Regions from separate parts of the Sus scrofa genome. Here regions 1, 2 and 4 are each linked to region 3. The links are chromatin contacts, called in public Hi-C and HiChIP or PLAC-seq maps. All regions are on one chromosome and are shown on one strand. Each heading gives the region's core, a stretch centred on a gene start, on an enhancer-like site or on the middle of the called end of the contact. The rest is flanking DNA. Distances are from core to core; before and after follow the strand shown. Region 1 overlaps LOC110261623 (a long non-coding RNA gene). Region 2 overlaps RAD51B (DNA repair protein RAD51 homolog 2). Region 3 overlaps RAD51B (DNA repair protein RAD51 homolog 2). Region 4 overlaps RAD51B (DNA repair protein RAD51 homolog 2).

Region 1 (6,751 bases), core at 1,801-4,300, 670 kb before region 3:
CACAAAGCCACACAGTGGGATTGTCTCAGCTTCCAGCTGAGATGGGGGACCATGAAGAATGGCGGGATGCACAGCCAAAGGGGCTTCTTGGAGCCCAAGAAGGTTTGGGGAAGCTTGTTTAAAGGAACCAGACACCCTGAAGAAAAGAATTTGCAGGCAAGTCTCAAAGCAGGCCGGTCACGGAGTTGGCAGCCGCTCAAGGCCGCGGTGGAGTCAGGGGCCTTTCCATCAGGCCTGATTACAACCACTCACGAGCCTGGCCAACTGCAGGCATTAAGTGCCAAGTACCTCCAGGGGTCCAAACCACCCACAGAAACTGCCCTTTTTACACCACATCCTGGTGGGGTGGGGCTGGGGGGGGCGTCGTCCTTCCATCACAAATGGACAGACTGAGGCTCAGAGCCACCTGACTGCCAGGCGCTGCTGGGGACAAAACTAGAAGCTCAGTTCCTTAACCCAGTTCCTAAAAGTTGGGTTCTTTCCACCAGATGCCTCCCATGAGCCTGGTCTAAAGGCAGGCGAGGAAGGAGGATTAATGTAAACACTCCCTGATGTAAATGTATTTCCAAGGGCTCATCTTCCCCTGCTGGGCAGGCGCGGTGCAAACTCCAGAGTGTTTCCAGGATAGAAAAAGGCCTTAATGGACGCAGATGGATCTCATCTACTCTGAAGCATGGGAGTCACATCCAACCCTAATCTCTCTCTTTGTCCCCCGTTCACTGTGTCTGAGTCCTGCATGTTGTCCCAGAAACGTCTCCCAAACCCTGCCTCTTCCTTCCCTTCCCAAGCACTGCTGCCTCAATGCAAGCTCACATCATCTCTTCCTGAACCATTACCAAACTTCTCCCCCTCACCATCCCACCGTGCCAAAAAAGCATCTGTTCATGATGCTGCCCAGCTTAAATACCTCCTTGTTTTCCCTTATCCCCAGGATCAGTGCAAGACTCTTAGCCACACAAGGCTCTTTCTAAGCTGCAGCCAGCCCCAATTCATCTCCCGTGCCTACTCAGACACCTGCCATGGCCAGGTACCTCCCAACTGTTCTCTGATGCCCCTGTGCCTTTGCACATGCCATGCCCTCTGTCTAGGCTGTGCTTCCCCTAACACTGTCTCTACCCAGAAAACTTGTATCCATCCTTTAGAACTCAGCTCAGATGCTCTCTAACTCCATGCACAGTCCCGTATTCATGCCTCTGTTGTAAGACTTCTTTGAACTGTAACCATCAATTATATATTTGTCTATCCTCCAGGGACAATTGCCTCCAGGGGACACTTAGCAATGTCTGGAGATATGGCTGACCGTCACAACTCTGGGGAGGTAAGCTACTGGCAACCACTGGGTAGAGGCCAGAGATGCTGCTAAATACCCTACAAGGCAGTGGACAGCCCCACAACAAAGGGTCAACCAGCCCCAAATGTTGATGGTATGGAGGTTGAGATGCTCTGTACCAGGACGTGTGTCTCTCGAGGTGAATTCTTTTTTTTTGGGGGGGGGGTCTTTTATCTTTTTAAGGCCCACACCCGCAGCATAAGGAGGTTCCCAGTCTAGGGGTCTAATTGGAGCTGTAGCTGCTGGTCTACACCACGGCCATAGTAACACAGGATCTAAGCCGCATCTGTGACCTACACCACAGCTCAAGGCAACGCCAGATCCTTAACCCACTGAGCAAGGCCTGGGATCAAACCCACATCCCCATGGATACCAGTCAGGTTCATTAACCACTGAGCCACGATAGGAACTCCCTCTTGAGGTGAATTCTTATTTGTATCTTTTTATCTGCAGTGCTTGGCCTAAAGAAGTGTCTGATAACTATTTTTTGAAAAAAATAAATGAACAGACTAATACTTTTATATACTCTCCATCTGTAGCACGTGGGTCACTTTGAGACTGACAATTAGATTTTAAGAAAGTTGACTAGGGATTTCCTGTTGTGACTCAGCAGGTTAAGAATCTGACTAGTATCCATGAGGAGGCAGGTTCGATCCCTGACTTCACAGTGGGTTAAGAATCCCACATAGCTGTTGCTGTGGTGTAGGCTGGCAGCTGCAGCTCCTATTCAACCCCTAGCCTGAGAACTTCCATATGCTGCAGGTGCAGCCCTCAAAAGCAAAAAAAGAAAAAAAAAAAAAAGAGAGAGAGAGAGAAAGAAAGAAAGAAAAGAAAAAAGTTGACTAATAGTGAGTAAGGTTATTGAAAATGATGAAATAAAATATGTACTTGAATCAAAATTTGTTTCACTGCAGGAAAGGACCGATATTATACCATTGGAGTGGATGTCAGGTTGGGCATGAACACACATCTCCACAGTAGCACCTCTTTTTGATTAGACAGAGGCGTGGGATGGAGCAGTATCGAGTGAATTCCTCCAATACACGCATAGAGCAGGAGTCAACCCTTATTAGGGCAGAGGACTCAAGGCCCAGCTTCACAGCCTACCCGGCTATGGCCTACTTGGAGATGGTACAGACAGAACCTGTGCAAATGATTAAAGCTCTGGATGCCTAGGCCTGATGAAGAAAGGCAAAGGAATGGACATTGTTTAACCTCAAGCAAATGATGGCTGAAGCAAGTCCTAATGGCTATGTTTCAGTACCACAGGTGATTTCTAAATGGAGGAAGTGACCAGCCACTCTTTGGCACCCAGGACCCAAGAAAATGAAGCCCATGGGGGTGAAGGGAAGGATGGGGGTTCAGTGGCTCCCAGGATGGAGCAAGTAAATGAAGGGATGACAAGAACTCATAGGAGCTCATTGCTGAGGGGCCTAGAGGTCCCTGTTTCTTCCCTCTTCCTTTGGTTCTATTTCTGCTCCCCTGCTGGCCCTGTCGGAGAGCTAGGGACAGGGCAGTCCAAGGTTCAGGCCTTGCTTCTAGAACTTTCCTTTGAACTGGAAAAGCAGGAAAGACAAGAGGAGCCTGGGAGGCAGAGGGCAGGAGTATCGGGGAGGAAAAAAAGGCGAGAAAGAAGGAGAAAGGAAAGCAAGAGCGAGGCGGCCTCTGGAGAGACATCAGGAAAATGTCAAGGTCTCAGCATCTGGAAAACAGACCAGGGGCTATATTTAGACTGCCATGACTTGCAATAATTTGTGCGAGGGGGGGAAAAGGAAAATGCGAAGTTGGCGGGGAGGGAATGAGTTATAAGCAAAGAGGGGCTTGATGGGGAGAGCAGTGCCCAAAGCCTCAGTGCGTGGCCCTTAGGAAAGGGCATCTCAACGGTGTGGATTGTCCTGTGTGAGCCATGGTGTTTACAGAGCCGAATCCAGCTCATGCCCTTGTCCCCTGATGGGTCCTGTGCTCCCCACTGATAACATGGGTGCATTCCCGGATGTGCCAGGGGACCCTAGGCCATGGCACCGAGATGTGTCAATGAGGAGGCAGGGGGTTTTCTGGAGAGTGAGGGCCAACGCAGGGGCTCTGCATGGGGGCTCAGAGCTACATGAGCAGCCCTCTGTAAATCCTAGGAATTTGTATATATTGCTGAGGCCTTTCTCCAGCTGGATTATAAATAGAGGATTAGTTCAAAGGCAGGCAGCCTTTTAAAGAGATGGTGCCAAACGGAGCCTGCAAACCAAATACAGTAAAACCTCCTTAAGCCCCTGCTGCTTTATCTGAAATAGCATATACGTCAAAGTAACATCATTTCCCTGGGTGATGAGGTGCCCTACAGTCCTTTAGGAAAAAGTCTAGAGGGTTCAAATGGAACTATAGTAAAACCTCAGTTATCTAGAAAGCACTGTATCATTCTGGATAGTGGAGATTTCCAGCAGGCTAAAGGTTTGCCGTTTGCGACATCACTTTTTTTTTTTTGGTCTTTTTAGGGTCACACCTGTGGTATAGGGAAGTTCCCAGGTTAGGGGTCGAATTAGAGCTGCAGCTGCCAACCTATGGCCACAGCCACAGCAACTCGGGATCTGAGCCACATCTGCATCACAGCTCACAGCAATGCCGGATCCTTTAACCCACTGAGTGAGGCCAGGGATCGAACCCGCATCCTCATGAATCCTAGCTGGATTCTTAACCCGCTGAGCCACAATGGGAGCTCCCAGCAACATCACATTTAAAATGCAATAATTTTTGATGGCAATCTTTCTAGAAAACAGTCGCATACTTCCCAGGGTTTAAGATAGAAGATACTGATTTTAATTGAACATTGTGGTTCTGTTTAGAGTAATTTTTATAAACTTTAGGCCCTGTGCTGCTTTTCCAGTAGGTCCCAAACCTTTGCGATATGTGTGGCCCTATCACGGTGCTTTTGGGAGAGGTTCCTGGGTTTTCTTTTTATCAGGGAGCGTATCACTTTACCTGTAGTGACCTCATGGCCTAACTTCTTTTAGCCTGTTCTGGGTTAAGAAACCAGACATGCAAACTCGTTAAAATTCTGTGTAAACAAAAAGTAAATAGAATAGGAGTGAGGAATTCAGCCTTTTCTATTCCTACGGGATTCAGTCTTTCTGAGAGGGTAAGAGTTCATCTAGTCCTCTGGGGACAGTTGCTTTGAATTATATGCTGCTTTAAATAAACCAATATGCGCCTATGCAGATAATTCTGGCCACTTAGATGTCACTTGGCTCATCTCCAGATTCTGGTCTGATTTTAGATAGTGAGGTGTCTGGGTAGTTGTGTTTTGGGTAGATGAAGCCTTACTCTCCTTTGAACCCTATGTTCTCAAGGCCCTTGCATTTGAGGTTGGGTTTTTTGCCTGCATCTACATGAGGCTGGTAGTGTGATTAAAGCCAGCACAGAAGAAAAGGCCATGAACCCACTTGTTCATGAATGTCTTATTTTCTATGTGCTGGAAGAGGATGGGGGTTTCTGGGCAGGATGCTGAGCAGAAGAGCCACATGTAACAAAGAATGGGAGGATAGTGACTCAGAGGAATTGAGTTGGGTATTGGTTCTGGGTAGAAACTGGATATTCAGAATAGATGCAAACAGGCCAAGCCAACCAGGGAAGTCCTTAAAGTCCTTGGATGGTTTCTGGTATCTTCTGGTTACCGCTTAATCCGAAGATACCGGAAAGTCTTCAAATAGCTAATCTCCCATCAGCCAAGCTTGATGGTGAAATTAGGCTCCACCAGGGGTAGTGACCTTCTATTCTTCCAGGCCAACAGGCCAAAGGAGACTCTCAGAGGCCCTGTGGGTCAGGCTACCACCTCCAGGGAGCCCTGTGTCAAAGCACCTTGAGGCAGGAGGAGTCCCAGATAATTTCAAAGACTGTCCTGAGTGGTGCGATTACATTTTTCTTCCGTAGAAGAGCTCAGGATCAGACTTATTTTATTTTCATTTCAGTGTCAGATTAAAAGACAGTTGGTGGGAGTTCCTGCTGTGGCTCGGGGAGTTATGACCCCAACTAGGATCCATGAGGATGAAGGTTCAATCTCTAGCCTTGTTCCATGGGTTAAGGATCTGGTGTAGTCATGAGCTACGGTATAGGTCTCAGACGTGGCTTGGATCCCACTTTGCTGTGTCTGTGATGTAGGCTGGCAACTGCAGCTCTGATTTGATCCCAAAGCTGGGAACTTCCATATACTATAGGTGTAGCCCTAAAAAGCGGAAAAAAAAAAAAAAAAAAGACAATTGGTCCCTTTGCTGAAGAGCTGAAGATGCTTCTCACAGCCAGTTTGCCCACATGCCTATCTGAGGAAATCTGCCCTAAACAGCCATGTTCTACACACATGACTCATCTCCCCTCCTCACATGATTGGAACAGGGTTGGGGGTCCACTTATGGGGGACCCACCAATGATGACCAACGACTGGGGTGGCCTGGCTCAAAAAGATGGGCTGGGATAAATAAATCCTTTCAGGGGCATCTAAACTGGGAAGAGGAAAAATTGGGCCAATGGACAATGGTCACGGGTGTTGAAAGTGTAGCTATGGAGTGGGGGCCAAGATGTCTGGCTGGAAGCTGACCTTCCTGCCGTGAAGTGGAAAGTGGGAGTAAGAAGAGGAGAGCAGAGGTTTGGGGAATATGCAGAACATGAAGTTGCTAAGAGAGCATTGGCCGAGCTCCCCACAGCCTTCTGTCCCCGGGAGTCCTGGTTACACTTGTGTTTCTGGCTGTGGATTTCTGGGATCTAGTTAGAATAGGTCTCTTCTTTGCACCCAAAAGTACTTCATCTGAGACTGTCACAATCTCTTTCAAACATTTGCTCAAATGCCAGGAGCTTGAGGCTCGATCCATCTTAAATGCCCTTCTCTAACCTGAGGAATTCCATGTCTGTGAGTTTTCCTCAGAGGATCCATTTTCCAAGGCTTTAGTCCTTATGTTGTTTTTCTCTGATTCCTTCTAAAGATTTCCAAATTCTTCAGGTCCCATTGCTTTGACTGGTGCCAGGGTTGCCCCTGGGGATGGCCAGGACCGGCCTGAGTGCACCCTGCGCTCCTGGTCATCCACCTAGGACTGACTCTGCTTGATTTCCTAACGTCAGAGCTGCCTGGCTGAGTGATGTGCAGATCTGATTACCCACCATCCCCAAGCTGCCAGCAACATCACTGTCACAAAATGTCAGTGCGAGAAGCGGCTTGGCAGCTCTCTAGCCTAACCCTGCCATGTTAGTAATGAGGAAACTGAGTCCCAAAGAGGCTGCGTAACTTGCATAAGGTCAGGCAGAATTGCATAACCTGCTTTTCTCTGTGTGTGTGAGTGTGTGTGTGCCTTTGCCAAAAGTGAGTTTAATCCCACCAGTTTAAAAAATTCTTCATGCTCAAGCTCCAGAGGGCATTATTTGTTATCCTTGGTGACAGATAGAAAT
Region 2 (6,490 bases), core at 310-2,809, 530 kb before region 3:
CTCGGGAAAGGTAAAGATCCCAGTTAATCCAAAACTCTGGGCCAAGTTCTCTGATTTATGGTCGAGGAATTATTCACACAGAGGCAAACAAGGGCACAGGACTGATGAGTGCACTGTAGGAGGACGACGGCAAACAGATTGGGGGAACCCTACAACCAGGACTGCCCCAGTTGGCCTGGCTTCCCGACAGCACTGGCTCAAACTTGGACCCACAGAATCCCTGACGATGGTCATTCCCAGAATCCTTTGGGCCAGGACGCCCAGGTGCCTGCAAGGGGAGGCAGCCTGGCTAAGTCCCATCCCTATGGGACAGGGATAAAATCAGGTCCTTTGAAAGGCACACCCAACAGCAGGTGTTTCTCAAAGACGTGAGGCTCACAACGTTTTCCCAAAATCTGGATTTGGGGAGGCAATTTCCCTTCCCTTCTTTAATGTGCTCCACAGAAGTGTACCTCTTTTATTCCACCGCAGAAAATTCACAGGTACAAAATTAGGACCTAGAGGTGCCTGACACACAGGAGGTAATCAATAAATATTGAATGAAGGAATGAAAATGTCAAGGCAAAGGGACCCTGTGGCCTGGTGAGGAGCTGCAGAGGTGAGCAAACTCTGAGAGTCAGAGACTGTGGGCTGGACCCCCTCCGCTGGCTCCAGGCCTCAGCTCCCTCATCTGTAAAATGAAGTCCTGGCCTGGCTGGACCCCAATGTCCCTCCCAGCTCAGAGGGACACCCCCCCGCCCCGACACCCTCTCATTCTCTGAACATGTCGTCATTGCTTTATTGTGGACTAGGTCTTACTTGTGACCTGCTGACCATCAGGCCTGTTGCTCTGGAGACATCCCCCCCCCCCACCACCCCGTTGTTTTTAAGCCCCAGAGATTATTTCATAGCAATTTCCCCAGAATATTTTTCAGGTCCTCCATGAAAGGAGGAAGGTTCGGGAAAGTAGCCATCATCAAAATAGGAAGTAAAGCCAGGCTGGGGTTCCATTTATCAAATAACGCAGGCTTAGCCCAAGTTCCTGTTGCTCCATATGGTGATTCTGGGAGCTTGACCAGGCTCTGAGGTTTTAAACTCAGAGTGCTAAGAAATCATCTCTGTGGCTTGTGGGATTTGGTACCTATTACCCTCCTTTCCATGGTTCTGGGCTGTGGGTGCCAAGAGAAGGCCCCAGTGACTCTCCTGCCTCCTCTCTCAGCCTTGGGGCAGCCGATCCCGTGCCCAAGGCAACCTCCCTCCAGAGGTACCATCAGACCACCCAGCCTGGCCGGAATCGGCTCCCTGTCCACCGCCGTGCTTTATTTTAAGCTGCATGTGAATTTGCCCATTTCCTCCCACTCTTAGAAGTGTCCCAAAGCGCCAATCCTGAAGAATGCAAACTCCTTTGCTACCTTTGCAGCTCTGTTGACAGCCCTGATGCGCCAGGAGGCAAAGGGACACTGGACTGAGACACTGCGAGCAGGAGTCCAGCAGAAGGCATCTCTCTAGGTCCCAGGAAGGGGAGCCAGGGGCCTGGCGCCCTGCCTCTTCTAGCCTCATGATCCCCTCACCCCCCACCCCCGCCTCCCCGGGCAACCCCACCTTCCGCCCAGAGGCAGAGCCAGTTCTTTCCCATGAGGGAGTCATAGCCTGTGTGTTACGCAACTTTTATAAAGGCAGGGGCTTTTCTTTGTCGTGTTCTTGGGTTCTCTAGGAAGAGAGAAACATTTTTACGATCCCAGTCACCCAACAACATAATGAAAATCACCATAACCATCAGCCTCATAAAAACCCATGATACAAGCCTCCACATTCTCAAACAAGACCCTGGGAATTCAAAGCTTTCTGAAACCCTAAGTGGCCAGAGCCTTGCTGAAGGCCTCGGGACGCTGGCTGATGGCTGATGAAAGGATTTTAACGCGCCACTGAAATTCTCTTTTCCAAAATAACCGCTTTGAAACCTGTTAATTACAGACACACACAACCAGCCCCGGGTCCCCCAACAGAACCCGGGGCTGCACCAGGGAGAGCCTGGCTCTAAGGCTGCCCGCTTCCAGGGCGCTACACATGCTTTGTGTTGGGTGAATTAGCTTCAGGAAGAGAATCCAAACTAATTAAAAGCACATGGCCACTCCGCTCACTCCCAGCCTCCTACCCCAGCTCCTTCCCCTGGAGACAGAGGCCAGTTCGGTCTAATTTGGTCCAGTGTTTTTGTTTCCTAAAATCTGTCTTGGGCTCTGGGCCATTAATAGGTTGCAGCTGATTTTAATCTACATGAATCAGAGACCTCGCTTCTCGGGTTTTAAGGAGATTACAAATTGTGTGTCCCACAAACGGGATGGAAGGGGAAGGCCCTGGGTGGGGAGGGGGAGGGGAACGGATCCTGGAAGCCACAAAAAGTCTGCTCTCCACGAGGCGGGGGGGGGGAATGGGGGTGAAAGAGCCTGTCATCTCACAAAGCTGGGGGAGGGGAGTGAAGGGGAGGTGAGGGCCTTGCCCCTGTGACCCCAGGGCAGGAGCACATAAGCTGGGCCTGTGGAAAGAGAGGCAAAATCAAGGATCTGAATGGATAGAGCAGTCTCGACTCATTTCCACCAATTGATTTCCCGAGTTTTTGCTGGGCACCTATCACGAGCTAAAGCAGGGGTCAACCTACCATGGCCCATGGGCCAAATCTGGTCCCCAGCCTGATGGTGCAAATAAAGTTTTATTGGAAGATGGCCAAGCCCACTTGTGTATGTATGTATTTTCCTTTTGTTTTTGTTTTTTGTTTTTTGTCTTTTTAGGGCTGCACCCATGGCACATGGAGGTTCCCAGGCTAGAGGTGGAATAGGAGCTACAGATGCCGGCCTACACCACAGCCACAGCAATGCAGGATCTGAGCCGCGTCTTCGAGCTACACCACAGCTCATGACAACGCCGGATCCTTAACCCACTGAGTGAGACCAAGGATCGAACCCACAACCTCATGGTTCCTAGTTGGATTCGTTTTCACTGCACCATGATGGGAACTCCAGTGTATGTATTTTCTGTGGTGGAAAATAAACCTGCTTTAGTGATCGTGGCCGAGATGCTAAAGCCGGCAAAGCACAAATATTTACTATGTGCCCCTCACAGTAAAAGTCTGCTGACCCCTCAGTTGGAGAGCTACTGGGTCACCATTCCACTCACATGACAAGAGGGGAGAGACTTAGGATCCACTCAGTCCCCACATCACACCAAGCTCTGGCCCCTTCTAAACACCACTCTTTTTTTTTTTTTTTTGGTCTTTTTAGGGCCATACCCACAGCATATGGAAGTTCTCAGGCTAGGGGTCAAATCAGAGCTACAGTTGTCAGCCTATGCCACAGCCACAGCAACACTGGATCCAAGCCACATTTGCAACCTACCCCACAGCTCATTGCAACCCTGGATCCTTAACCCACCAAGTGAAGCCAGGGATCGAACCTGCAACCTCATGAATGCTAATCAGGTTCTTAACCCACTGAGCCACAAGGGGAACTCCCGAACACCATTCTTTAGGGCAGTGTCTTTATGCTCATTTAACCAAAGGCAACAGAGAACAGTGCCAACAATCTTGCCACTCAGTTGTGGGTTCAAAGTACTTGCCCTGACAACCCTATATTCCCATTTCACAGATGATGAGCCCGAATCACTGAGACAAAGTGACTCACAGAAGGTCACAAGGGAAACTGGCAGCAGAGGCAGGGAGAGCCGGGCCTCTGAATCACAGAAAGAGCTTCCGTTCATCAGAGGATGCTCAGGAAGAAAGCTGGGGGCCTTTATCTAACACCACTCTCTTATAGGCATGGCACTGGCCATGGAAAAGACATGACAAAATCTTTTTCATATGTAGTTCTACAAATAATCCAGTGCTGGGCGTGGGGTAATTAATCTATCTCCATGTTTTAGGTTAAAAAAAAATGTAGCACTAGGTGTTATCGGATGAGGATGAGACTCAGCTAGGCCAGACTACACTTCCCTTGAAAAGTACCTTTATCCAAGACCCACTGGCTCGTGAGTGCTGGGGGTACCCCCCCTGCCCCAGACTCAAGGCACCCCTCAGTTAGGACACCAGGCAGCCCCCTTCTCCCGTGTGCTCTCTGACAGTCCCTCTGCTCTATGGATTTCCAGGCTATCAGGGAAAGACATGAGGAAGGGAAGGCCGATGACTTCAGCGGTGGCACAGTGATGGAGGGGTCCATGGGGGCATAGGGAGGACAGAGGAGAGGATCCCCACCCGTCCCCAGAGGCAAACCCCTTTGTAAGGAAACCTGAAGGAAGAGCCTCCGCCCATGCAAATGCCACCGATTAGAAGGGTGATCATTTCAGAAGCTGTTGGGGGCTAACCAATGGCTGGGACACTGTGGGCACAGGCAGAGAGAATGAATATTCAGCATCCCCCCAGGGGCTTTTCTTGGCAGGGAAACGCTTGATACCAAGAAAGCAGTTGCCTTGGAGCAGGAGGGGTGAGCGCAGGCCTCTTCCCGAAGGAACCTATGGCTTCCAGGGCTCCAGATGGAGAACCTTCTAACCAAGGAAGGACATCTCTTGGGCTGCAGTGGCCTGGGCCACCCACTCTGGGAGGTGGTTCTGTTGGGGTTTGAACGGACTAACAGCTCAAGAGAGCGCCACACAAGCTCGCACAGAATGTCAACTCTAGGTCCAGACCCCCTGTGCATAGAAGCTGAGAGTTCCTGTCCGGGGTGTTGGTTTGCATCTTACTGTCTCCATCTCCACTGCTGTTCCCAGGTCCCTGTTCCCTGGCAAGCGTCTCCCCGAACTCTAGGCAGTGCCTCAAAGGAGTGCGGAATTCACTGAGGAGTCGTGGGTCCCAGTCTTACGAGTCCTGCTGTTGTTCACAGGTTTCCCAGTGATGAGAAATTGTGACTTGCCTGATGACAAAGGGACTCCAACGGAGCAGGGAGGAAGTGTAAACCGAACTCCTATCATCATAAACAACTGACCACTGCATTGGACCAGGGCAAACCCTGGGAAATGCCTCACCAGCATCTTTGAGTCCCACCATCACAGAGACTCTAGCGTCACAGTCTTAAGCAGGACTTGGACCTCGACCTGAAAGAGGACAAGGTATGGCTCCTCTGGCTTCTGCCTCCCAGAGAGCTTCTGAGCACCTTCCCTGATGGGTCTCTGTTTTCACTAGCACCAAGGGTTATGGGTATAATCCTCAAGGCTCTGTTTTGCCCACACTTGCTTCCCTGATAGGGTTGGACTCTCTGCTCCATAGACCCAAGACCCAGGAGAGTTTTGGCTCCTGCTTCCCCGAGTCTGGACTAGAGGAAGAGCAGAGTCTCATGCCTCTCATATGGGTCCATCAGGAATGCTTGTAGGGGTTCCGGACACCTGCTGTAGCAACATCCAGAGTGACGTTGGCTCTGTCGGCTCTGGCTACAGCATCCCAGCCCTTGAATGGAATGGAACGCACCATGGGAATTAGCAGCCATTGAGCGTTTATTATGAGCTGGATGCCACAAAGGCGAACACACTGGCAAGGCAGACTCTGAGAAGGTCCCATGCCAAGGAGCTTGTAGGGTGCCATTTCTCCCCACGTTGAGGTGTTCAGAAATGCCTGCCCATGGGCACACCACAGGGTGTTGGTCTGAACTCACCAACTTGGCAGTGGATGCCAGCCTGAGGACCCTGCGGGATCTGGGGGACCCTCCCCGCCCCGTGCAAAGACCAGAGTCCTTAAGTCAAGGGCTACCCTCTGGGCCACCAAACCAAGGTGAGTCAGAATAAAGCAGAGTGACAAGCCCATAAACACTTTCTGGGGCTGGGCTCCCAAACTAAAGCTCAAAGCGAAGCAAGCCAGACAAGCTTAAAAACGCATAAACACACGAGCACGTCCAGCTGCTATTGGCTGAGCAGATTGGGTGTTAAAATGGCTTCAGAGCAGTGAAGGAGGACGGAATTTTAAGATTAGAGTTCATTCTCCTCTCCCTTTCAAGCACATAAGGGTGGGAAGCGTGGATTCAAATTGAAAATTAATTTCACTGGTCTTGGAAAAGGCACAGGGCAGCATCCCTCCCCCTCCCCCCTCCTCCATCCCCGCCTTCTTGAAACACATGGTCCCTCATCTCACCTCTGACACCTGGAGCTTTTGCTCTAAATCCCATTTTGTGTCCTGTGTAAACAAGGGCTAGTAACTAGTACAGGAAATGAGCTTCGCAAGCATTGAATGTGTACCAACCTGTGGTGTGGGGAGTTGCCAGATTTTTTTTCTAGCTGAGAATTTTCACAGACTCTCAAAACTTTCTCTCAGCTTCCCGTCGGCGCACTTGAATACATGCACACTCACCATGCGTGTGCACCTGCCCCAGACACAAAATTTCCCCGTGGTTTCCCCCAACACGCCTGAACAGAGACATGCGCTCACACCCAGATACCCTCTCATTCTCAGAAGTTCCCCTCAGTTGCCCCTCGTCTAACAATTTGAGCATCGAGGAGTGTGGGTGCTCCCTGACCCTCTGGCAGACACACACGAAGCTCT
Region 3 (6,582 bases), core at 2,361-4,860:
TGAACCACAACAGGAACCCCTATCTCCATTTTATAGTTAAGGAAATTGAGGCACAGAGGAATTATTAAAACTTTGCCCACGGAGTTCCCGTTGTGGTTCAGCGAGTTACGAACCCGAATAGTAACCATGAGGATGTGGGTTCGATCCCTGGCCTCACTCAGTGGGTTGAGGATCTGGCCTTGGCATGAGCTGTGGTGTAGGTCACAGACACAGCTCGGACCCTGCGTTGCTATGGCTTGGCAGCAGCAGCTCCGGTTCTACCCTTACCCTGGGAACTTCCATATACAGCGGGTGCAGCCCTAAAAAGCAAAAACAAACAAAAAAACCTTTGCCCAAAGTAACACAGCTGGTAAGTAACCAAACTATGATTTGAATCCAGAATCTATCTCTGGATTTTGGGTCCAGAATCTATCTCTTAACCATGATACCAAACTTTCTGTTATTACCAGTGGGTTCAAATAATGATTAATTCAACTTTTGTCATCAGAACTTCATAGGAGAAACTCTACATTATGCTTTATTTCCATACATTCTAACATCATTCTATCTTTAGGCTTTTTTTAAAAAATACACCTAATTTTTAGGAGATGTGATTTTTATCCAAAGAACTCATTAAAATACCTGGGCCCTAATCCAGAGATTCTGATTCAACATGTTTGAGCTGAAATTTGAAAGCTTCGTCAAATTTGACATAACCAGTCTTGGGCCCAGAATTTAGAACCATGGAGCTTTAAGATGTATTTTATCCATCTGCTCTTAGATTATGTTCTCCTGACATTTCCTTTATTTTAAGAGTTTAGAAGTTCCTGCTGTGACGCAGCAGAAACGAATCTGACTAGTATCCATAAGGATGGGGGTTCAATCCCTCTCAGCGGGTCAGGGATCCAGAGTTGCCAGGAGCTGTGCTGTAGGTTTCAGATGCGGCTTGGATCTGGTGTTGCTGTGGCTGTGGTGTAGGCCAGCCGCTGCAGCTGATTTGACCCCTAGCCTAGGAATTTCCATATGCTGTGGGTGTGGCCCTAAAAAGCCAAAACAACAACAACAACAACAACAAAGATTTTAAACACAGAAAACTATGAAGGCAAAACTGTCATAAATTTAAATAAGGGGGGGGGGCAGATTTTGTTTTACTTTCAAGATAGGGAAGCAGAGGATTGATAAATGGAAATTCTTAATTTTGCTTTAATAATCTTAGAAGAGTAAGGAAGAAATGAAGTAAGCCTCCCTAGCTGCTTTCTGTACACAAAGCTCTTCTCTGACCTTCCAGATAACTTATCCTCTGTTCCAATGGGTTTAAAAGTTGCTCCAGGGATTCTCATCAAGGGGAAAAGCGAAGACAAAAATTCAGCTACATTCCCATCACTTAATCAAAATGCAGTTTCCACAGATAAAGTTTGAAAACCACTGACTTACTCCACTAATATTGGTGCAACTGACTGCTGTTTGTTTCACATAGATATACCACCATGCCAGAAAAAAAAAAAATTCTTGAGGTAAGGGGCTGTGACCCTTTGTTCCTCTGAAGTAAACGAATGAATGGATGGCTGGAGGAATGGATATAGATGGCCAGTCCATAGCTCCTGTGACAGTGAATATCTTATTTATTAACCCGCAGGGTCTTTTTCATTATACAGATGGAAGTTTTAGTGAGACAATATCAATGCATTAAATGAATCTCCAGTTAACTATAAAACCTTCTGATCCCTCCCTAAGAGTACGCTTGGGGGCCATAGAACAATTTTAAAAAGAGAAGGTCACTTATAAATATGGTGTGTCTAAAATGTCATGAAACAAGTGCTTTAACAAGCCTCTATAACTTCCATACCTAAATGAGTGACATTTGTGAAATAGATCAATCAAGAATTTATTATGAAGTCAATCCTGCCATTTGCAACAACATGGATGAACCTGGAGGACATGATGATAAGCGAGATAAGCCAGACAGAGAAAGACAAATATTGTATGAGCTCACTCATATGTGGAATCTAAAAAACTCACAGAAGTAGCGAGTAGAATGGTGGTTAACCATGACTAAGGTAAGGAAAATGGGGGGATGCTCATCAAAAGTTAAGAAAGTAAATCTTTTTTTTTTTTTTTTTTTTTGTCTTTTTGCCATTTCTTGGGCCACTCCCGTGGCATATGGAGGTTCCCAGGCTAGAGGTCAAATCGGAGCTGTAGCCACCAGCCTACGCCAAAGCCACAGCAACGTGGGATCCGAGCCGCGTCTGCAACCTACACCACAGCTCACGGCAACGCCGGATCGTTAACCCACTGAGCAAGGCCAGGGATCGAACCCGCAACCTCATGGTTCCTAGTTGGATTCGTTATCCACTGTGCCACGACGGGAACTCCAGAAAGTAAATCTTAAGTAAGTTCAACACACACAGAAATATAGTAACTATCCGAGATGATGAGTATGTTAATTGACTTGATTGTGGTAATCATTTCACAATGTATACATACATCAACTCATCACACTGTCCACCTTAAACATATGCAATTTTGTCAATTATACCTCAATAAAGCCGAGGGGAAAAAAACAAGCAGATCACCTAAAGATGGGGGAGAAAACTTATTCTGGCTACTATTACACAAATATTATTGCAATTGCTTTTGGGGGGGGGGATTTTTATGGCTGCACCTGCGGCATATGGAAGTTCCCAGGCTAGGTGGGGGTTGAATCGAAGCTGTAGCTGCTGGCTTACACCACAGCCACAGCAACACCAAATCCTAGCTGAGACTGTGACCTACACCGCGCCTCATGGCAATGCCAGATCTTTAACCTCTGAGCAAGGCCAGGGATCGAACCCACATCCTCATGGATAAGAGTCAGGTTTGTTACCATTGTGGTTTACGATGGAAACTCCCTATTTTTGCATTTTCTCATTGATAATTTTCCCCAGAAAATTTTGAAGCAACAAAAGAAAATTAGTTTCGCCTCTTTAACTTATATTTAAAATTTATCGAGTTTGATCATTCATCTTACTCCCATACTTTGTTCTAAGTGACCAGTGGCTACACAAAAAAATCTAAAATAACCTAAAAAATAAAGACATGCCACCCTAGAAAACAGTCGGAAGGAGGAGCTATCCCCGCCCCCCCAAAAAAGTGCATAAAATGACTATATAATCTTCCATGACCATTTGAGGGAAACAGCATTTATTTGGCTATACCACTGCTGGCATTAGCAAAGAAACTTTGACATCACTTGGAAATTACTACTATCCCCACAGTAGTTTTCCTCTTCTATATATCAAAATGTTCTTTGTCCTAAATCTTCCTTTCACAAGAAGAATCAAAGCCAAGTCCTTTATAGGGGATGCCACAGTCTTCCTCTTGGAAGACCTGGCAGTCTTTGTAACTTCAATGTACTGGTGTTATTCCTGCTACTTCACATAAACCTTCACTTCAAGTTTGGTGTGTCTGCTACCACATTGCCCAATTCTTCCACTCTTCCAAATACTATGAAGAAGCTTCCCAGAAATCCCTGTTTGGATCAGCAAAAACAATTTGGTGTCATCAGCAGATTTCACCATTTCCGTTTGGAGTCATTAAAACATTAAACAAGCATGATCTTGGTATCAATCCTTGGAGTCCTACTATTAACCTCTCTCCAGCTTGAAGCCAAGCCATTCTCTGCTATGTTGTGATTCCCATCAGAGGATCGAGATGTGTTTATTTGCTAAAAGTTTAAACTTTGATGGATATTTTTTAACTGAAAGTTGCAAAATGCGTTACGAAAGTAAAGGGGAAAAGTTCCCAAAGGAAAGGCCAAAGAAACCAGCAAAGAGAAACAGCTTCTACTTGAGCAGTCTTATCCAAGCACTCAAACCACTTCATATTCAACTGATTCTAAAACCTCAACTGAATTTCGACTTTTGCCCTCCAACTATTTACTTCTTTTATAATCATAGGAGAAGCCTTATTAAGCACATTTGAAAATTCTCTATCAGATATAACTAGCAGGTCTAACTACTTTATTAGCTCTTTCCCCTTTTTATTACAATTGAAGGGGAAAAAGCAAACAGTCCTTACTCGGAAAGTGAAAAAGCAAACAGCTTCCTCCTCAATTGGGTCTGTGCTCTAAGAGAAATCATTCTTTCTTTTATTCAAGTGCAAATCTGTTTGAAGCTTTCATTCTGCTTTCCCAGCCTGCTCTCTGCAGCTGCATAAAAGATGAGACATGGGAATGAAAGAAAACTAGGTTGGAGCCAAAAAGCAATACTGTCCATATGCAAACTCACTCATCGAGCAGCAAGGCTTCTGTACATCCCATCTCACTTTTTCCATTCCAGCAGAATCCTAGCCAAAAGGAGGTACTGTACTATACCTGTCCAATCCTATTTGAAACAACATCTCAAAGGTAATCAGGGGATAGACAGGGTTACTAGACGCCCGCCCTTCCTCAGTCCTGATACAGCCCCTGAAGTGTTCTTAGGATCAACCTTTAGCTCTAAACTGAATGGATTGGGGCAGGATCAAGGGAATGAAGGGAAAGACCTTCACAGGTCATCATCATCTTATCATCTTAAGATGCTTATGGTGCAAGAGAGTGGCAGAGGCACAGCACAGTAAGCAGAATTTACTTCACCTATCTTAGCTCATGCAAAATCAAGGCCAAAATCTCCTCCTCCCCCCAAAAAGCTAAATCTGCTATACACTTTAAGAAAGTCTGGCAGCCCCTTAGCCTCCTTGCAAGGGTGTCAGGTAACCTTAATCCCAGCAATCTACTCAGGCCAGCAGTAAAACACACAACTGAAAAAATTCACATCAAAATCAAACTCTGCTGGGATCAGAAGGGTATTCTCATGGTTTTTCACTCAGATGTCATTATAACTCCACGTTATTTTTAATACTGTTCTTTGGATTTTGCCCCACACAGAATTCCCAAGTCACAAGAGGATCATGAACAATGTCCAGATGTATAAAATGCAAAAGTACTTCCCTCCTACTTGTGGATTCCAAGATAAACACCATAAGAAGCACGTGTGACTAAACTCAGAGCCCATTCCAAATTAAATACTGCATCATGTGCACAGTGTAGGACTTAAAAAACAAAACTGCATAAATATTCTACACGGTTCATAAGCCAGACTTGGGCAAGCACATGACCACATTGCAAAAAGGAAACATGAATTGGGGAGTAGGGGTAAAGGGTGAGAAAAGTCTCAGTCACAGCCTTTCCCAGAAAATCGGTGCTATTTTCAGTTAACACTTGTATAATATGGGACATAGATGAAAGAAGAATATTTTTCTTTGTTTCTTTTTTCCTACTGATGGCTTTCAATTCTAAAACCACCCAGCAAATAGGAAAACCCTTCCAGTATTTCAAAATCCCTAGCACAAACATCCCATGCACAAACATCATTAAATACACACACACACACACACACACACACACACACACACGCACAAGTAATGAATACTTAAATGTCTGGCTGGCCAGTGCAGACAGAATCCTTTTGACCTATAAACTGGGTTCTAGACAGAGTACATGGAACCTTGGGGAACACAGAAACAGGGCATTCAGGTCGTGTGAAAAGATTTCTCCATTATTTTTATTATATTTCAAAAAATTAGAGTAAATAAAATTTTAAAATTGATGGATGAATAGATACTAAACAGACAGAGAAATAATTTGGCTGAGTATCAGTTTTTCTCCCACAATTTATCCTAAGTATATGCTTCTAATAAATTAAGACTGGGAAATGTTTACTCAAATATCTTGATTTTTTTAAACTATGTAACATTTAATAGATACAAATGAATATGCATACTATGTAGGTTATGAAGCATAATGCTAAAACATATATCTATGAACCCATCACTCAATTTATAAATTAGAATATTCCCAAACCCAGTGAAGTTATACACGGGCCCCTCCTGAATCCCATCTCTCTGCCTCCTTCCCAGTGATCATCAATATTCTAAACTGTGCATCTATTTTATTCTTGTCTGTCATACAAATAGTTTTTATCACGGGTGATGGAGTATTCAAATATATTTTCTAATCCCCCTTTGTGTATACTTAGACATTGGGAAGAAAAAAAATATAGTAAAGTCCTTACCTCAATGTATTCTAAAAAAAATTATCTATCTGTATGCCTATCTTTCCCCAAATGTAAGTACCTCAAGATCAGAATTACACTTCTAACTTCCCAGTACCTAGCAAAGTGATAGGCACAGAATAAGTGCTAAAAAATTATTTTTCAACTAATCTTTCAAATTGAAGCCCAAATGCCCTAAATGTTTTGCAGTCAAATCTGGCCAACAATAAATAAATTGTTCCTTTAATCATCACCTATCCTATCCCTAGGAACCCAGGACCAAGTTTATCCTTTAGGCAATGAATCAAAATAACAGTCACTACATTACCTCATCACACACTAGATAAAATCTAAGGTGGTACTGAAATTGTCAAATGAGACTATTTCCTCTAGAGTCACAGAGTGCTGACTCCTTAGTCTGGGAGAGCACATCATCACAATGAAAGATTAATAGTATTTGAGCTACATTTAACCAGAGATGCCAACAAGACATGGAGGCATCAAATGTTTTCTACTTTAAGGCAGCATCATCTAC
Region 4 (6,958 bases), core at 511-3,010, 560 kb before region 3:
TCCCTCTCTTCATGGAGCTCATATCCCAGCTGGGGAGCCAGATGGGAACAAAAGCACAAAACAGACCAGTGAATAAAATACGTCTTTGTTGTAAGAAGTACTCCAAGAGGAATGAAGCAGGGGCTGGGGTGGGAAATAAGGGGTGGCGTGGATATCTCTGCCACCCCCCACATGAAGACCTTCAAAGGCTCCTGAATACCTAGAGGACAAAGTGCAAACTCCTCAGCTTGGCAGGCAAGGCCCTTGCCAATCTGGTCCAATCTCTTCTCAGCTCCTCTTCCACCACCCCCTCCCTCCTGGCTCCCCTCCACCCTATGCTCTGCATCCTATTCATCTCTGAATCCCCAGCCCCTTGTTCCTGGCAAATAAAGGTCTGTGCAGTCAGTGTGTTCTCTTCACGCATTTGTCCCTCTCCCCTTTCTCACGGCTGCCTTTGGTGAAGCATCTTTACCATGGCTCTGTCCCCTGAGTTTCTGTGGCTTCTCACCCTGTTTCTGCCCCAGGTACTTGTAATATTTGACTCTCTCTCTCTTGCTAAATTTCTAAGGCATGGAGGGCAAAGGCGGTCTTCCATTCGGAAAAAAAAAAAAAAAAAAGCCTGGCACACAGTGGGTGCCTGAAACCTGCCAGTTGAATTGACTGCGAAGAGGATGAAGAAAAGGGAAGTGCTTGTTGTCCTTTGTAGACTGTTTCCTGCTAAAACAACTCTAGTGGCCAAAATATTTGATGGAAAGAAGCAGTGTGAAGGCGTCCATTGCCAAATGGACAGCCAGAGGTACACACCTCCTCCTGCTCAAGGAACAGCTTCACAGAGCCTAATTTTGTCACTAGGTCTTTGAACAGATTTTTGCACAATCAAAGCAGAGAACAATGAAGCAGATATGTTCCCGGTGGAAACTGGTGCTCAAAGATTTGCCTGTATCCACAAGAACGGAAGTGTCCCTGGCTTGTAAATTGGTTCTAGGGCTCAGCTCATCCCTTCACAGGGAAGAACCAACTCCTATCTTCTCTGTTATTCCTCCATCCCATTCTTGGAACACCATTTCCGTCCAAGCAACTAGAGTACTTGTTTGGAACTCCCAAGTAGTTTTTCCCTATGACCAGAATAATCTAACACAGGGGTCTGTTGGTTTTTGGCAAATGTCTTCAAAGATCCTGGTTCTTTTGGTGGGGGCGGTAGGGGGGGAAGTGGAGGGAATGAAGCATAACAATTACAGTAAAAAATCTGATTAAAGGTAAGAATAAAAATAAGAGGTAGATTTTCTGAATTTATGTAGGCTCAGTGCCTGCTCTCAGAAAGGTCCTGGGCATGTGCCAATCTGCCCGGCTTTCTCAAATCACTGTTGATTCCTTTGAATTTCACACATGGTCACCTTGTCCTCTTTTCTGTTTTCAGTCTCCCCAGAAAGCACCCCACCCCTGGCCTGAGCATTCCATGCGTCCTCCCTCCTTAGGGAGCATTGCAGCTTTTTTTCTTGACAGCTGTATTTTATTCACTCTGGTTCCATGTCGCCAACCCAACTGTCCTCAGCCAAGCCTCCAAAGGAAATATGATCGACTTGCTGCGTCAGATCACTTGGAAATAGATACGACTGGCTTGGAGTCACTCCATGCGGGGCTGTAAAATTGTTCTCTCTCCTCCTAAGTGGGTTGGGTCAAACCCAAACTGAGGCAAGAGGTTTCCAAGGAACACAGAGCAAAAGACTGTAGTAAGTGGTGGTGATTCAGTCGGTGGCCCTCTCGCTTCTGAGTCAGTATGAACCTTCTCCTGGCAGCAAGTCTGCGGAGGTGGCCTTCAAGAGTCAAACAAAACAGTGAGGTCTTCCACACTGGGGCTCATGAAACTTTCTACAAGAGGAGCAGGGAGGCAGGCTTGGTGTGAAGCTCTTCATTCCAGCCAAGTTCTCGTCTATATTTTTGTGTTTCCAAGATAAATGAAGGTTAGTTAAATTGATTTTGAGATTTGTGTCTCTCATGCACAGCTGGCAGGGTGTCTAGATGTCCCTGGGGCCAATGCCACAAAACACCTTTGAAATTCTCACCTATCTTGTCCCAAGTCTCTTTGACATTTCAAATGGAGTTAGTCTCTTCTTTGAATTAATTGTGCACTGTGTCACTTTGTTCTAATTACCCGAGAGGCTGTCTGGTCTAATGAAAGAGCCTAGAATGGGAATCAGAAGACCAGGGTCGAAGTCCCAGCTAGATCACTCAGTAGCCAACTCCCTTAACATGCTCAATTGCCTCATCTACGAAATGGGAATTGTGATACATGCTTGAAAAACCATAAAGCGACATATCAATACGGGGAGATTTTGGCCTACATCCAGTCCAGTCTTTAAGAAAAGAAGAGGCTAAACAGAATGGGGCAGGATAAGGATTTTTAGGGGGAATATAGGCCCACAGTCCCTGAGCAGGCAACAGCATCCGTCTGGAACTCAAACCTAAAACCCCTGAAACATCAAAGAGAGTCTCCTTCTCTGTGCTCCACAAAGGAGGCCACAGCCTTGTGCTTTCTGCTCTTTTCTTTAAAGTGGGGAGGCCGGGAGGGCGGGGGGGTGGGGTGGGGTGGCGGGGGAGAGAAGGGGAATGAAAATAAAAACTAAACAAAAGTAACAACAATCACTTTTTATGGTCAAAGATGGAGCTAGGAAGAAAAACAAAAGCACACTCTGATTTTTTACAATTCTCATCATCTGGCCCTACTCTACCAAATCCTTTTTTTTTTGTTTTGTTTTTTTTGGCTGCCTTGCGGCATGTGGAGTTCCTGGGCCAGAGATCAGATCCCACCCATCTACTGTTGCCACCTATGCCACAACTGAGACAACAATGGATCCTTTAACCGACCGTGCCAGACCAGGTATCGAATCTGCATCCTGCTGCAGAGATGCCACTGATCCCGCTGCCATAGCAAGAACCCCTACAAAATCTTAAATCTCTTGCCTCACATGGATTCTTCATTCCAACGTCTGTCTCCTTCTCTCAAACACACCATCTAACTCCACCCTTCGCTCTTGGTTAAAATTCTGTCTAACTTGGAATCCCAGCAACCCTCCATCAGCTTCATAAAGCTTCCTTCCCTGCTCCTAAACCACTCTCTGCTCCTTCCCCTGGTTAGGGGCTGTGTGTTTCTCTAAACATTTTGGGTCTTCCCTGCTGACTTTCTTGGGAGGATGGATCATGTATTTCCACCTAGAACCTAAGTTTGCAAATATTCACTGTTTGACCACATGGCTAATCATACATGTCATTTAGAGAAAAGAGTGATCAAGCTGGAAAATAAATAACTTTCTTATTTCTATATGAAGAGCAAGATCTTGGGAGGGTGGCGGGTGAATTACATTGAACAAGAGGGAGATGGATTAATGACTCATAGCTCATGGGGTCAGAGCTTATCTCAATGGTCAAGGATTTCTGGCCGTTATAGTTCTGATGAGCCCTACCCTGGACTGTAAGGGACCCCCTGGGCCTCAAGCCTCAAAATAAGCACAGGGAACTCAGAATTCTTCCCCTGTGTTTGACCTCAGCAGATTGTTTAAATTCTCTAGATCTTGTATTAAAAACAAACAAACAAAAAGGAACAAGATGGGATTCACTCATGACCTGGAAGCACTTGGAAGCGGCTGAGAACAGACAGATCTGTCCAGTGGATTCTGTCTGTGTTGCTTCGGTACAGCTGCTGGGGTCAGATGCCAGCACAGGCATGCTCTTCTGGGAACACATCCTGCCAGGGGTACATGGCCTAAAGGAAGTACCGACATAGAAGACAAGCCTAACATCCTTTCTTAGTGCATCCATAAAACACAGCAAATGCAGGAGGCTTAGGTAACAGCAGCCCGGAAGATGTGGGGCCCTGCTGGAGGCCATAGTTAGCATCCTTTCAGCCAGATGAGGGGGAAAAAAAGTCCCTCCTTTCTCACCCCTTCCCCAAAATTAAAACAATGAAAATCAGTTCTCATTATCCCAATAATTAAGTCCCATTCAGCCAGCTGACAGCGGCCAAAGAATGATTTTTCTGTGCTGCGCTGTGTGGCTGCCCTCCATGGCCCCATTCATGGGCCACTGTGTGCATTTAATCACCCTTAGCGGGCTCAGCTAATGAAATGCTGGGGCCTTGCCCTGCCCTGACCCTGCTGCTATTTCTATCTGAGCTCAGCACGTCCTTTGCTTGACAGTTGCAACCGAACAAGCAGATTTTTCTCTCCCATCTATGGAGTGTAAAGAGCCTATTTTGGCAGCCTGTGGGGCTGGGGACCCCGCTGGAAGCCCAGTGAATGCCCCTGGAGGTTAACTTGCAAAGCTGTTTCCAGACTGAGAGGCGGGGGTGGAGGTGGGATAGGGCTCTGGAGACCCAAAGGCACTGAGGGCTGTGGCCCCGATGCACAGGGGAGAAAGGGCGGTGGCGGGGGGGGGGGGGTCTTCTGGGGCAGAAAGGGAAGATGAGGTTGGAAGAAGCAAGGGGCCAGGCAGCGGGGTGAGTGGATTTATCCTGACGCAAATCTGAACAAAAGCTCTTTGTCAGTTATCAAAAATCTCCCTCCTTTACCAGGGTCAAAGTGAGAAAATCCATTCCTTTTCATTTCTAGTCGCAGAGCCTGGCGATAGTGGGGGATCCCTGCCCAGAGACGGCTCTCTTGCAATTCCTAGCTGTTGTTTTAATGGTTCCCCAAGATTCAGAAGTTAGGGAACAGGATGCCAAAACGATAGGATCTATCCATGTTGAAACGAAGGGAATTACACTTAGCTAGTGAAAAAAGCAAAAACAAAGCCCCAAATCAAAACAACAATTTTCTTTGAGGGATGTTGAAGAGAAGAGGCCCCAAATGTATAAAATGTATTAGTATGGAGGCCTTATAGAGAAAGGACATGTTTAATGAAGGGCCTGAATCAGGGATGACAATCTCAAATGTGCCCAGGGGTTAGAGAGGTCATGAGAATGAGTGAAGGGGGACAGGTGGGAGCTGAGGCCCAGGAGAAAACACCTGCCCTGATCAGAGCAGGCAGTGGAGACGCAGCCTGGGCTACTTTCCCCCATGGTGGGTCCGAACGGCATGACGTCATGGCTCAGTGGTTAACGAATCTGACTAGGAATCATGAGGTTGAGGGTTCGATTCCTGGCCTTGCTCAGTGAGTTGAGGATCCAGCACTGCCGTGAGCTGTGGTATAGGTCGAAGACTCGGCAACTCAGCTCGGATCCCAAGTTGCTGTGGCTCTGGCATAGGCTGGCAGCTACAGCTCTGATTGAACCTCCATATGCCACGGGTGCAGCCTAGAAAAGACAAAAAGACAAAAAAGAAGAAAAACTAGAAATCTCTATTCTTATGTGAAATCTCTCAATTGTTAATGTTAGAAACTAATTCAAGATTTTTGTTTGTTTGTTTGTTTTAAAGCATGCTAGCCAAACAAAATATTTGGGCACACTGCAAGCCTGCCCCTAGCACTTGCAGGGCCTGGGGCTAGAGTACAGATGGAGGCCTGCGGTATCACGTGTCTCAATATTGAAAAGGTATAAATCAAACTCACTGCTAAACAAAATTCGTTCTGTCTGCCTACAATGAAAAAACATGCCTTCCTAATTACTCGGAAGCCAGGTGTGAATGCAGAATTCGGGGACACTGTGGAGATCCGTATAGAAATGGGACAGCGGCACCTGGCCCTTCTCTTCCTACCCCTGGCTCTTCCCTGCCTTGCCAGGGGCTTCGTACACCTGCATGGACATTTCTGCCCACACGTCCAAGCCCATGCATCTCAAACGGTCACCCCTGGGCTGTCCCTCTGGCTTAGTGGTGCACACACCAAGGATGTAGTCTGCTCTTGGGGGGACAGGTCCAAATGGGCTTGGAGATCCAGAGTGTGGTCTAGCAGGAGGAGCGTGGGCTTGGGGTGGTCACTTCTCTGTGGTTCACAGGGTTAGACAAGGGCCAGAGTGATGCCCTTTAAAGTGTGGGATCCAAGGAAAGGGCTCCCCTTACCAAGATCTAAATGCAGAACTGAGCAGTTCCCACTCGTGGCTCAGGGGTTATGAAACCAACTAGTATCCATGAGGATGCGAGTTCGATCCCTGGCCTCGCTCAGTGGGTTAAGGATCCGGCGTTGCCATGAGCTGTGGTGTAGGTCACAGACATGACTCAGATCCCACACTGCTGTGGCTGTGGCGTAGGCCAGCAGCTGGGAACCCTTAGCCTGGGAACTTCCATATGCCGCAGGTATAGCCCTAAAAAGAAAAAAACAATTGCAGAATAGGCATCAGTTTGAGATCCCTGACTTAAATAACCAAATGCCGGCAGTGAAGATATCTTGATTCTTTGCCTGGTTTTATGACTAACTAGCTACGTGACTTTGGGTAGATCATTATCTTTTCATGAAACAGTTTCTGCATGAATCAAACGGGGACAAAATACCCCCCTGAGCAACTCAGTTGAGGAATAAAACGAGATTGTGAATTGAAAATACCTAAAAAATAACAACTGAATGGAGAAATAAAAAAGGATGTTTAAGAAAATAATAACTGCCACAGACACACATTTCATCAAAGGGAACAATGCAGGAAGGTCTCACTCAAAATATGTCATTATGGAGTTTCTGTTGTGGCTCAGTGGGTTAAGGATCCAATGTTGTCTCTGAGAGGATGTGGGTTTGATCCCTGGCCTCGCTCAGTGGGTTAAGGATCTGGTGTTGCCGCAAGCTGTGGCACAGGTCACAGATTCGGCTCAGATCCAGTGTTGCTGTGGCTGTGGTGTAGCCAGCAGCTGCAGTTCCAATTTGACCCCTAGCCGGGGAACTTCCATATGCTACAGGTGCAGTTGTAAAAAGAATAAATAAATAAACTAATTAATTAATTAAAAAACCTATTTTATCCTAAGACATGGGATAAATCAGTAAGAATTGAAATGACAGGATAGAGGGTCCTCCCTCTTTCCAACAGTTCCTCAGGATGGGTCTCTTATCACAGTGATCTTAA

What was found. Hi-C and Micro-C count contacts between places; a contact is called where the count stands out from the background. HiChIP or PLAC-seq counts read pairs in DNA pulled down with a chosen protein or histone mark.
Region 1: a contact with region 3 is called in a Hi-C map of omental adipose tissue, with 1.7 times the contacts expected there. The contact joins two enhancer-like sites. A contact is called at or near these places in 3 of 47 Hi-C or Micro-C datasets (embryonic fibroblasts, epiblast stem cells and omental adipose tissue).
Region 2: a contact with region 3 is called in an H3K27ac HiChIP or PLAC-seq map of skeletal muscle. The contact joins two enhancer-like sites. A contact is called at or near these places in 2 of 47 Hi-C or Micro-C datasets (fibroblasts and omental adipose tissue) and 1 of 2 datasets of contacts at active chromatin or transcription factors (skeletal muscle).
Region 4: a contact with region 3 is called in an H3K27ac HiChIP or PLAC-seq map of skeletal muscle, with 5 times the contacts expected there. The contact joins two enhancer-like sites. A contact is called at or near these places in 5 of 47 Hi-C or Micro-C datasets (embryonic fibroblasts, mesenteric adipose tissue, omental adipose tissue and 1 more) and 1 of 2 datasets of contacts at active chromatin or transcription factors (skeletal muscle).

What each region holds. Positions count from the first base shown.
Region 1 is chr7:92,342,855-92,349,605 of Sscrofa11.1, reverse strand. It overlaps LOC110261623 (a long non-coding RNA gene), which reads left to right. Exons shown (of 3, transcript XR_002345986.1): 1 at 1-1,027; 2 at 1,251-1,318; 3 at 2,245-3,852. Among named protein-coding and RNA genes, the nearest start is that of ZFP36L1, 150 kb to the left of the region's middle. Within about 2 kb of position 3,050, at least 14 of the 83 cell types and tissues checked have an H3K27ac peak or open chromatin away from gene starts, as enhancers often do. A contact at or near this core is called in omental adipose tissue, where this site is marked.
Region 2 is chr7:92,201,535-92,208,024 of Sscrofa11.1, reverse strand. The region is part of intron 11 of RAD51B (DNA repair protein RAD51 homolog 2); the gene reads right to left. Among named protein-coding and RNA genes, the nearest start is that of ZFP36L1, 290 kb to the left of the region's middle. Within about 2 kb of position 1,559, at least 20 of the 83 cell types and tissues checked have an H3K27ac peak or open chromatin away from gene starts, as enhancers often do. A contact at or near this core is called in omental adipose tissue and skeletal muscle, where this site is marked.
Region 3 is chr7:91,673,184-91,679,765 of Sscrofa11.1, reverse strand. The region is part of intron 8 of RAD51B (DNA repair protein RAD51 homolog 2); the gene reads right to left. Among named protein-coding and RNA genes, the nearest start is that of RAD51B, 84 kb to the right of the region's middle. Within about 2 kb of position 3,610, at least 20 of the 83 cell types and tissues checked have an H3K27ac peak or open chromatin away from gene starts, as enhancers often do. A contact at or near this core is called in omental adipose tissue and skeletal muscle, where this site is marked.
Region 4 is chr7:92,234,228-92,241,185 of Sscrofa11.1, reverse strand. All of the region lies in intron 11 of RAD51B (DNA repair protein RAD51 homolog 2), which reads right to left. Among named protein-coding and RNA genes, the nearest start is that of ZFP36L1, 260 kb to the left of the region's middle. Within about 2 kb of position 1,760, at least 18 of the 83 cell types and tissues checked have an H3K27ac peak or open chromatin away from gene starts, as enhancers often do. A contact at or near this core is called in skeletal muscle, where this site is marked.